Linked DNA regions of Mus musculus: region 1 is linked to region 2. The links are chromatin contacts, called in public Hi-C maps. All regions are on one chromosome and are shown on one strand. Each heading gives the region's core, a stretch centred on a gene start, on an enhancer-like site or on the middle of the called end of the contact. The rest is flanking DNA. Distances are from core to core; before and after follow the strand shown.

Region 1 (4,232 bases), core at 411-2,910, 110 kb after region 2:
GCTCAAAGTCTGGTTTAATCTGAGCCCCATCAGATTTGACAGGAGCTAGGTGGCCTCCCAGCGCCAGGCTGGCAGCACCTTACGAGTTACAGAACTGAGCCTTCACTGCATCTTGCCAGCTTCCCTCAAAGGATACCTCTTCATTACTCGGTAGACTCGAGCCTGGCTGCTGAGTAAAGATGACTGCATAGGGTGAATCAGGGCTGTCAAGCCAGTGGCAGCTCCAGAGGCTGCCTCACCCTGAGCTTCACCCTGAGGCCTGCTGCTCAGCACCAGAACTGCAGGAACCTAAAACTCACCTTCCTTCAATTGTGCACATGTCTTCAGGAACCGTCAAGTCTGGCCAACAATGAGACCTGCGTTTGTGCAGTGGTCATGTCCTAAGAAGAGCTCCGTGCTTAATATAGTCTTAATAGCACAGCCTGGTTAATACATTATGTTAATAACTATAATTATGCACTGGTGTCATTTGGACGATGGAAAACCAGAGTTAAGAGAGGTCTGATGACCTCCTGAGGACCCACGGCTAAGACTTCAGCTGTGCCTCTTGCATAACCTCACACTGTCTCTGGTGTCCCTTATATTCCACTCTCCTACTCCGGGCCTCTGTGGGGGTGGGGTGGGGGTGGGCGTGAATGGCTTCTGGGCTGTGAATGGAAGAGCCTTGATTATGTCTTCCATAGAAAAAGCTCTAGAATTAGACAAAAACGTTGGACCTCACCCAGCCAATCACCTGTCTCATAGCTTTACCCGACCTCTAAGCGCTAACCCTGCTCACAGTATGCACCTAACCTGTAGGCTCATGGAGCACCTACTTTCTTCTGATAAATCAGTCATAATGGAACACTCAACCTACTTGTGCACACCCGTTTCAAAGAGCAGAGATCCATACATACAAACACACACACATATGCATACACACGTGTGCGCGCACGCACATGCACACATGCACATACACACATGTGCACACACACACACACACACACACACACACATACACACGGATATGTAGCTTCACATGTCCACATTTTCACACATAGCCCTGTATGTTCATACGTGTTACCTGTGTTACCTGGTACACTGAGGTCAAACCAAGGATTTTTTTACCACCTACATGAACCCTCTTTACCATACACACCATGGACATTGTCAAAATTCTGTGATGACCTGTAAGCCATTACCCTGTGGCTACGTGTGGGTGACATTTATCAGCCCTGCCTGGCATGACAGAGACAAGCTGACCAACGGCCAAGTTCACAGCTATAACAACATGAACAACTGTCATATGGGCATGGTGCCACCAGTCTTTTTGTCCCAAAACACTGGTTTATGTCCCAGACTAGGCTTTGCTTGGGGAAGAGGGACTCTTCCCTAAGACTGAGACAGCTACGCCAGGCTTTAACAGACTACAGAGCTTGTGTGCAGGGCCAAAAGATAGCTCTTCCTTTTTTCTCTGCTGCCTTGGGTAGGTCACCCTAATTTCTCTGTCAATCAAACTCTACCTCTGAGGAGTAGGGATAGTGATACATTACCACGAGGGCCATGTGGATAAACGAGGTAATAAATGCCCATAAATGCCATGCCCAGCAGAAATTAAATACTTCAGGACTGAGTCTGGGATAGCAGTGAGTGACCTCTCTCTTTGGCTCTGAGCCCTTCAGCTGTTTAATATGCTACTGAATGACATCACTCCTCTGCTCAGCCACCCCCTGACTTCCCATGAGTCTTCCACCCACAAAAAAAATCCCCTTTCCAACCCCTGCTCCATTCTTCTTTCCCGCTGTCACCTCAATAGGTTTCTATATTCTCCTTTCCTTCTTTTTTCCTTAGAGCACACGGTTGTCCTATAGCCCAGGGTCTTTGCATGGGCTTCTTTCCCTATAGAAAGGTGTTGGTGCAGATTCAAGTCGGGCCATTCCAATGACAGCAGCCAAGCCCAGCACCTGTTTTCTACTGTAGGGTTTAATTTTCCTCTGCTCAAATGTCACCTCCCCGGGGGGTCCTGCCTAACAGCACAGCTCTTTCCGTTCTTATGAGCTAAAACGACACCTTCACAGGTTCCCCTGAATCTCACGGCATACACAATGGCAGACCCTGTGATCTGCTGGTGAGTCCCCAGTGCCAATGACAGCAGCAGAGCCTGGCACGCAGGAGGTTCTCAACAGACCACAGTCTACCTCAATAGATACTGACTCCTCCCCGAGGAACATACATAAAATTGTCCATCCCCAGCAGACATACCTTCTGTTCCTTCTCTCCACTCCCTTTTCCTACTCAGCCGTGCACTGGGTTTCTAGCCTTGTTCCATGCATGAAATTAGGGAGTATGTGCTGGCCAATGAATATATCCGGCTGCTCTAGTGGTTTGTAAGTAGGGAGAGGCATCAGAATCCCAGGGCTTAATTTGAACCCCTTCTAAAAGCATCCCCTTGTGACCAAGTCTAGGGCAGAGACCCAGACAGGTGCATTTTGCAAAACCTTCTCTGGGAAGCTTGGATGCTTGCGACTGTAGTCATCCACAGGAGGCAGGGGGGAGAAGAGAGGCTCTCAACACCAGAGCCGCTGCCTGGATTTCAATCCGAAGAGCAACCCCATGTGGCTCGGGCTGTGGAATGGAGCAGACTCATTACATTTTACTAGGACATATTGAGAGAAAGTCTGTAGGGCATTTATACGGCGGTGCCCACCCCGTGGTAAGTGCAAGCTCACATTTCCTGTGCACTTACAGTGATTAAACAATTACTTTCCTCCGGGAGTCTTTGCTGATTGCTTTGCAGTGCTTGGGTTGGGAGTTTTCTGGCAGTGGGTGGCCAGTACACGAAGCTGCCTGGCATGCTGCTGAAAGGAGTACGCTTCCCTCCATTGTGAAGAGCAGCGCCTCCGTCACCCCAGTTTTCACAACTCTTCATGGCAAAATTCATCAAAGAGATCGCTTCACACACTCTATGCAATCCTCTACATCCTATCTTCCTTTTACATTCCTTGCCCGGGAAACTTCAAACACTGCTGGCTAATCTTCATCCCTGTATTTTGGTGGAGTTTTTTTTTTTTTCCTCCTTAAAACAAACTCCAGAAATAACATCATTTTATTCAAGCATGCATTTCTAACCGGTGAGAACTTTTAAGAGATATAATAACAGTATCATTATCACACCTACTTAAATTAATGGTAATTCTCTAATCTCTGCTAATACCTTGTCTGCATGTAAATTTCCCTGGTTGCCTTAAAAATGTCTCTTTCCAGTTGCTTCATTTAAATCCGGAGGAAACCAGGCCCACACGTTGCTGCATCTTTGCATCAGGTTTGCTTTTTCTCTTAAGCCCCTCTCCCTTCTCCCTGAAGCTCACCCGAATCATGTTTGCCATTCAGATAACAATTGCTTAAATATTGCTGAAGGCATTGGTCAGTTTCTCCTTGTCCTGCTGGGCAAGGAAGGCCACATTGGCAGCAGCAGCCTCTGTGGCAATTCCTGGGGTTTGTTAAGCTTTTCTTACCCACCTTTGCCTACTGCATCTCAGCTCCTCCCCATTTCCCAGCACTGGTGTGTGCCAGCAGTCTGCCCCTGGTTCTCTTTAGTCTCCCATCCCAGCCCTTCTCATTTAGTTATCGGTATTGTTCAGTCTCCAGGACTTAAAAGCCAACTCAAGTTTCTGTTTCTAGACCACCCAGAGGCCCACTCAATGTCCAACCCTGACCCCCATCCCCACCCACCCCCAAAGGGTCTGCTGGACCTCTCAACCTTCACCTGTCTGAATTTCAACACATGCCCTTCTGATGACTTTGGTTCGACCCTTGAACTCATCCCCAATCTCTGTCTCTCTCAGGCGCATGCTGTAAGGTTAGGTTTAAGAAGGGCACCGTGCTGCTTTGTCATTTGGGGCAAGAGAGTTGGGAAATACTAATGTGGTAGACAGGCAGCCCTTGCAGGGTTCTGAAGAGCTCTCAGTCCCTCTAGGCCAAGTGAGGTTTCTTTGTTAAGGTTTCTGAGGATCCAGTGCCACACGGTAAGTAGACTTAAGTGCCTACAATTTTGGTTGCCTGTGTTTCCTTTTTCTTTCCCTTTCCCTCCTCAGGCAGTCCAATGTGACTGACTACAGCCTTCGCCACAGCCCACAGCAGATGGTCTGTCAACTCTAGCCACAGTGCCTGGAGAGGGGCTGGCTGCGGGGGTGTGTGGCCTGGTCTGTGAGACAAGCCCCTGATGTAAACCATGTTAATCTACTTACTGGACA
Region 2 (4,381 bases), core at 330-2,829:
CACATAGTGTACCCAGCCTGAACGAGGAGCTCAGAAAATAGGCTTCATGCCAGGTACCTAGGAGTATGCACGGGGTCAGAAGAAGATGGCTGCTCGTGGCTCTTCCTCTCTTTGCAGTACTTTGCAGATGCTTGCAAAGACACAATCTCTGGCTTCTTGAGTTTCCAGTGGTCTGATAACAGGAGGGTGCGGGGGAAAATGAATATTGGGACAAGCTTGATTTGGGGGGGGGGGGAACCAATGTTAAGAGAGGGAGACAAGGGTCTGAAGTAGCCAGGGGAAAGAGATGGAAGGATTAGGTAAAATCCGACTTTACTCACTGGGCAGAAGGGCTGCCAAAGCCGGCTCTTTTGTTTTTTGTAGACCCTGGTATCTCCTGTGTAAGAAACAGCAGAGCAGTGTGTCTCTCAACCTTCCTAACGCTGTGACCCTTTAACACAGTTCCTCATGTTGTGGTCGCCCCTAACCATAACATTATTTTCATTGCCACTTCGTAACTGTAGTTTTGCTGTTATCAATCGTAATGTAGATATCTGATATGCAGGATATCTGATGTGTGACCCACAAAGAGGTCACAATGCACAGGATGAGAACTGCTGTACTGGAGGTCATGATGGTGGGCCCAGCGTGCAGGCATAGAGCAGACCCAGCAGGCAGGGCAGGTTGCACCATGCCAGCTGGGCACGGGGGTGAGAAGTGGGCAGCTTGCGGCAGACCGTGACTCTTTTCCCTCCAGAGCTGGTCCCCAGCTTGTAAAGGCCAGACTCATTCTGGTTTTCCTTGATGGGCAACAGAGGCCAGGGGGGACCTGAGGGATGGTGAGTGGGGTGCCAATGGAAAATTACAGACCGCCAATCTCACTTCACACCCTCCACTGTTAAGACATTTTTTAGCAGATAAAGGGGAAGTCCACACAAAGGGAAATTTCCCTTTCTCCCCACAACTTCCCCTGTTTCCATCCCACTCGGCATTGAAGAAACATCTTGATGTTTCCAGAGGCCACAGGCTTTTTCGTATCCATGCTGTGAAGACTTGCCCAGAGAACCCTGTTTTGGAAAAATCCTCCCATCATTGCTGAGGGCACACACATTCCCCATGGGTGTGCACACTTGACAGCCGCCAGGCTGTTCCGGAGGAGTCTTTGGTTTGTGGTGCTGTGCTGGGCAGAATCTGAGTATCTGGATCCCAGAACCCCCACCGGAGCCTGCAACAAATACTGACAACTGTCCTTAAGAACCTGTGATTTTCCCAGCACAGCCATGTTGACTTTAACCCTCCACAGCAACCTTGAAAAGCACCCATTATCCACCTTTCCAAAGCGGGAAACTGAGGCTCAGAGTCTTCCTTGGCTGGGAGACCATGATAAGGGTCTGGGTGGGTGGGCTGAACCTTGGATCCTATTTGCATTTGCCTTCCTGGGATATGCAGGCTCTGGAGACTTCTCTAGGAAAATCCCAAGGAGAAGGCAGTGGCTGGGAAGGTCTCGAGCTTTGCAGGTACTTGGTGGAAAACTCCAGTCTGTGATTCACCCTCCTCCCATGCCCTCGTCACTGAGGCCAGCTCCCCTCCCAAGGTCCTCAGTGTCCAGCCTGAAAGTTGGTGGCTCCCATCCCACTGCTCTGGTAAGAGGGGCTGTACCTTGCCTAAGAAGGAGCCGGTAGTTGGGGTGGAGGTGAGGATAAGGGCGAAGGGCCAGGAGCAGGAGGAGAGAGGTCAGGGAGGTAGGGCTGCCTGAGGCAGCTGTTCAACAAGGTTCTGGGGGCTTCTTCTGGATAGTGCCCACTGGGAAGACACTAGTCAGGAGTGAGGGGCCCTGAGGGGACAGAGAGACAGGGTCATGAGGTTTCGTTCCCTGAGGGTGGATGGTGTAATCTAGGCTTATAGACTTCTCAATCTCTCTTGTTGCTTGTGGTATTTTGTCCCTTCACTTTCTACAGCCCCCCTTCCCTGGTCTGGCCATCCGTCTCAGGACCACTGGGTGGGTGGGGCTGTGGCGGGAGGGGGGGTTGGGGGGGGGAGGAGCAGGAGTACTGAAGGTGAGAATTCCTCTTCCAGGTCTGGAGACGCTTACTCATTCTGGAGCAGGAGTTCTAGCTGGGCTGAGAGACCAGGTGAGTGGGAAGAGCATGCGCAGAGCGCGCAGTCTGGTTATCATAGCCTCTGTACCCCTGAGTCTGGAGAGCTGAGGCTCAGGGCAGAGGCAAGACCCAGCAGAACTGTGTGTCTGGGCAGGAAGCAGGGAGCTGCGGTCCCCTGAGGCCACAGGGAGTCTGATGCCATCCTCACTAGCCACATAATGAAATTGCTCAGGGACAAGCCCCAGTAAGTAAGGAGAGTTCACAGATGGGGAACTGGCCCCGAGGAGGCGGGCCATCTGCCTGCCAGGGGAGGGCAGTCAGTTTTCAGAGCTAGGAAGGGTGAGTGGATGGATCTGGAACTACCTTCACAGGTTGGGGGCGCCTGCCTCTTGGTCAGCTAGGGCTAGAGCAGAAAGCGGGGCACCAGCTTGGGTGGGACTGGGTCTGAGGAGAGGGAGCTGGAGAAGATGTGGGCTGCCACTGTGGAGGGCAGCTGCCTACCAGGTGTGAAGGGCTACGAGCAGCCAGGCTTTGGGGCCATGCACACAGGTATGTGTGTGCAGAGGGACGTGACGGAATGGCATCGGTGTGTTCAGGGGTGGGTGCTGGTATGTGGGTATGGGCTGAAGTGGGACTGGGTCTCTTTCGTTTAGGGAAGGGAGCGGTGGTGCCTGGGTTGAACCCTAGCAGTATGTGGGGCGGGGAGGGTTTCTGGAGGTGTTTCCTAGAACCAGAGTGGGCTTCCATCTAATCTGTCCAGCTCCTGAGGAGAGAGTTAAGACTGTACTTGCTGGTCCTTTGAAGACAGAACCCAGGATTGGCTCAAGGGCACCCAAGTATGGTGAAGTCCCTCCCCTTCCCCTTGCTCAGCCTAGCAAAGCGGGTGGACAGCCTGCAGAGGAGATCTGTAGCTGTGGAGGTAACAGAGCTTGCGAAGGGGAACGAGTTGTCCTTGCTGTCACAGAATCATTCCTAGCAAACAGACTAGAGGTGGGGCGGGGGGGAGGGACCCTGGGGGCCGAGGCTGTGTTTTTGAATTTATTTGCTGTTGGTGTGGAGCTGGGCTGGGCTGGAACTTTACTGTCCTGCTTCGATTCTGAGATCTGGAGTTCTCACGCAGATGATATTCACTATCTGACCCATAAGAAGAATAGAGAGAAAAGGGGCCCTGTGCAGCGTGTTTGTACGGCTAACGTTCTCCTGGACATTCCTTCCCCTAGTCTAACATAGCTGTCCAGTGCTGTGGTTTCAGCCCTCTCTCCTCCCTGCTCACCGTGGCTCTGAGCCACCTCTCCTTTTGCCTGCCTTTGTTTTTATTCTGTGGTTCCACTCTTCCTCTCGAAAACGTTTTAAAGAATTTTTATTTGTTTATTTTTATGTGTCTGAATGTTTTGTGTGTGTCTCTGCACACTACATGTCTGGCGACTGAGGGAGCCAGAAGAGGAGTCCCCTGGGACTGAAGTTACAGGCAGTTATGAATCACCATGTGGGTGATGAGAGTGGAACCTGGATCCTCTGTAAGAGCAGCCAGTGCTCTTAACGGCTGATCCATCTCCCCATGCCCAATCTTTTATTTATAGAAAATTATATTTATATTTATTCTTATTTTCATTATATATTTATATAAATTTATATAATAATATCATATCAATATTATCAATAATGTTTATATATTAGCATATTTATATAAATAGAAATATAATTTGTATAAATATACTTATTATATTTATTTATAGAAAATTATAAAATGGCCTATGGCTATTCACACTCTCAGGTCCTGCTCTTCCTTCTTTTCCTTGATAAACCTCAGTCTCAGGCCTGGACAGGGTTCTGGGTGTGCTCCCCTGACCCCTCCCCCCTCATCTTTCCCATCATGCATTCTTCATCTACTCCTTTTCCCACCAGATCATCCCCTCTCCCTCTGTTCATCTTGCAATGGCTGCGAGTGGTGGGGGGAGTGGAAGGTTTGTCTTCTGCAGGTTCCCTCAGGCTTCCTCGTGGGTGGGGCTTGCCGAGCCCGCTATCCCATGGCTTAGCAAGCAAAGGCGACCTATATGGTCTTTTTCACATCTCTTCACCTTTATCCTCCCCTTCTGCCGCTACCCAATGGAGACAGGGTCATTCTCTCTAGGAGATTTAAAGCTCACTGAGGAGGTATCATTTGCCTAAGTCACAAAGCAAGAGCCCTTCCTACTAGCTGCTCTTTGGGCTCAGCCTTTGAAGAGCCACTGAACTGAGCACTGAGCATGCGCTGTGGGTCAGGTGTTGCTCCCCATCCCTGAGCCTCGCTTCCTCATCAATAA

The links. A called contact is a pair of places that touch in the nucleus more often than the background predicts.
Region 1: a contact with region 2 is called in a Hi-C map of the N1E-115 cell line, with 1.7 times the contacts expected there. The contact joins the enhancer-like site here to the promoter of Slc6a12 in region 2. A contact is called at or near these places in 2 of 39 promoter capture datasets (both in embryonic stem cells), 4 of 484 Hi-C or Micro-C datasets (the N1E-115 cell line, cerebellar granule neurons, embryonic fibroblasts and 1 more), 1 of 115 datasets of contacts at active chromatin or transcription factors (embryonic stem cells) and 1 of 9 other capture datasets (pancreatic islet).

The regions. Positions count from the first base shown.
Region 1 is chr6:121,455,566-121,459,797 of GRCm38.p6, forward strand. The region is part of intron 1 of Iqsec3 (IQ motif and Sec7 domain 3); the gene reads right to left. Among named protein-coding and RNA genes, the nearest start is that of Iqsec3, 16 kb to the right of the region's middle. Within about 2 kb of position 1,661, at least 6 of the 459 cell types and tissues checked have an H3K27ac peak or open chromatin away from gene starts, as enhancers often do. A contact at or near this core is called in the N1E-115 cell line, where this site is marked.
Region 2 is chr6:121,340,995-121,345,375 of GRCm38.p6, forward strand. It overlaps Slc6a12 (solute carrier family 6 (neurotransmitter transporter, betaine/GABA), member 12), which reads left to right and starts at 1,580. Exons shown (of 16, transcript NM_001381903.1): 1 at 1,580-1,622; 2 at 2,056-2,111.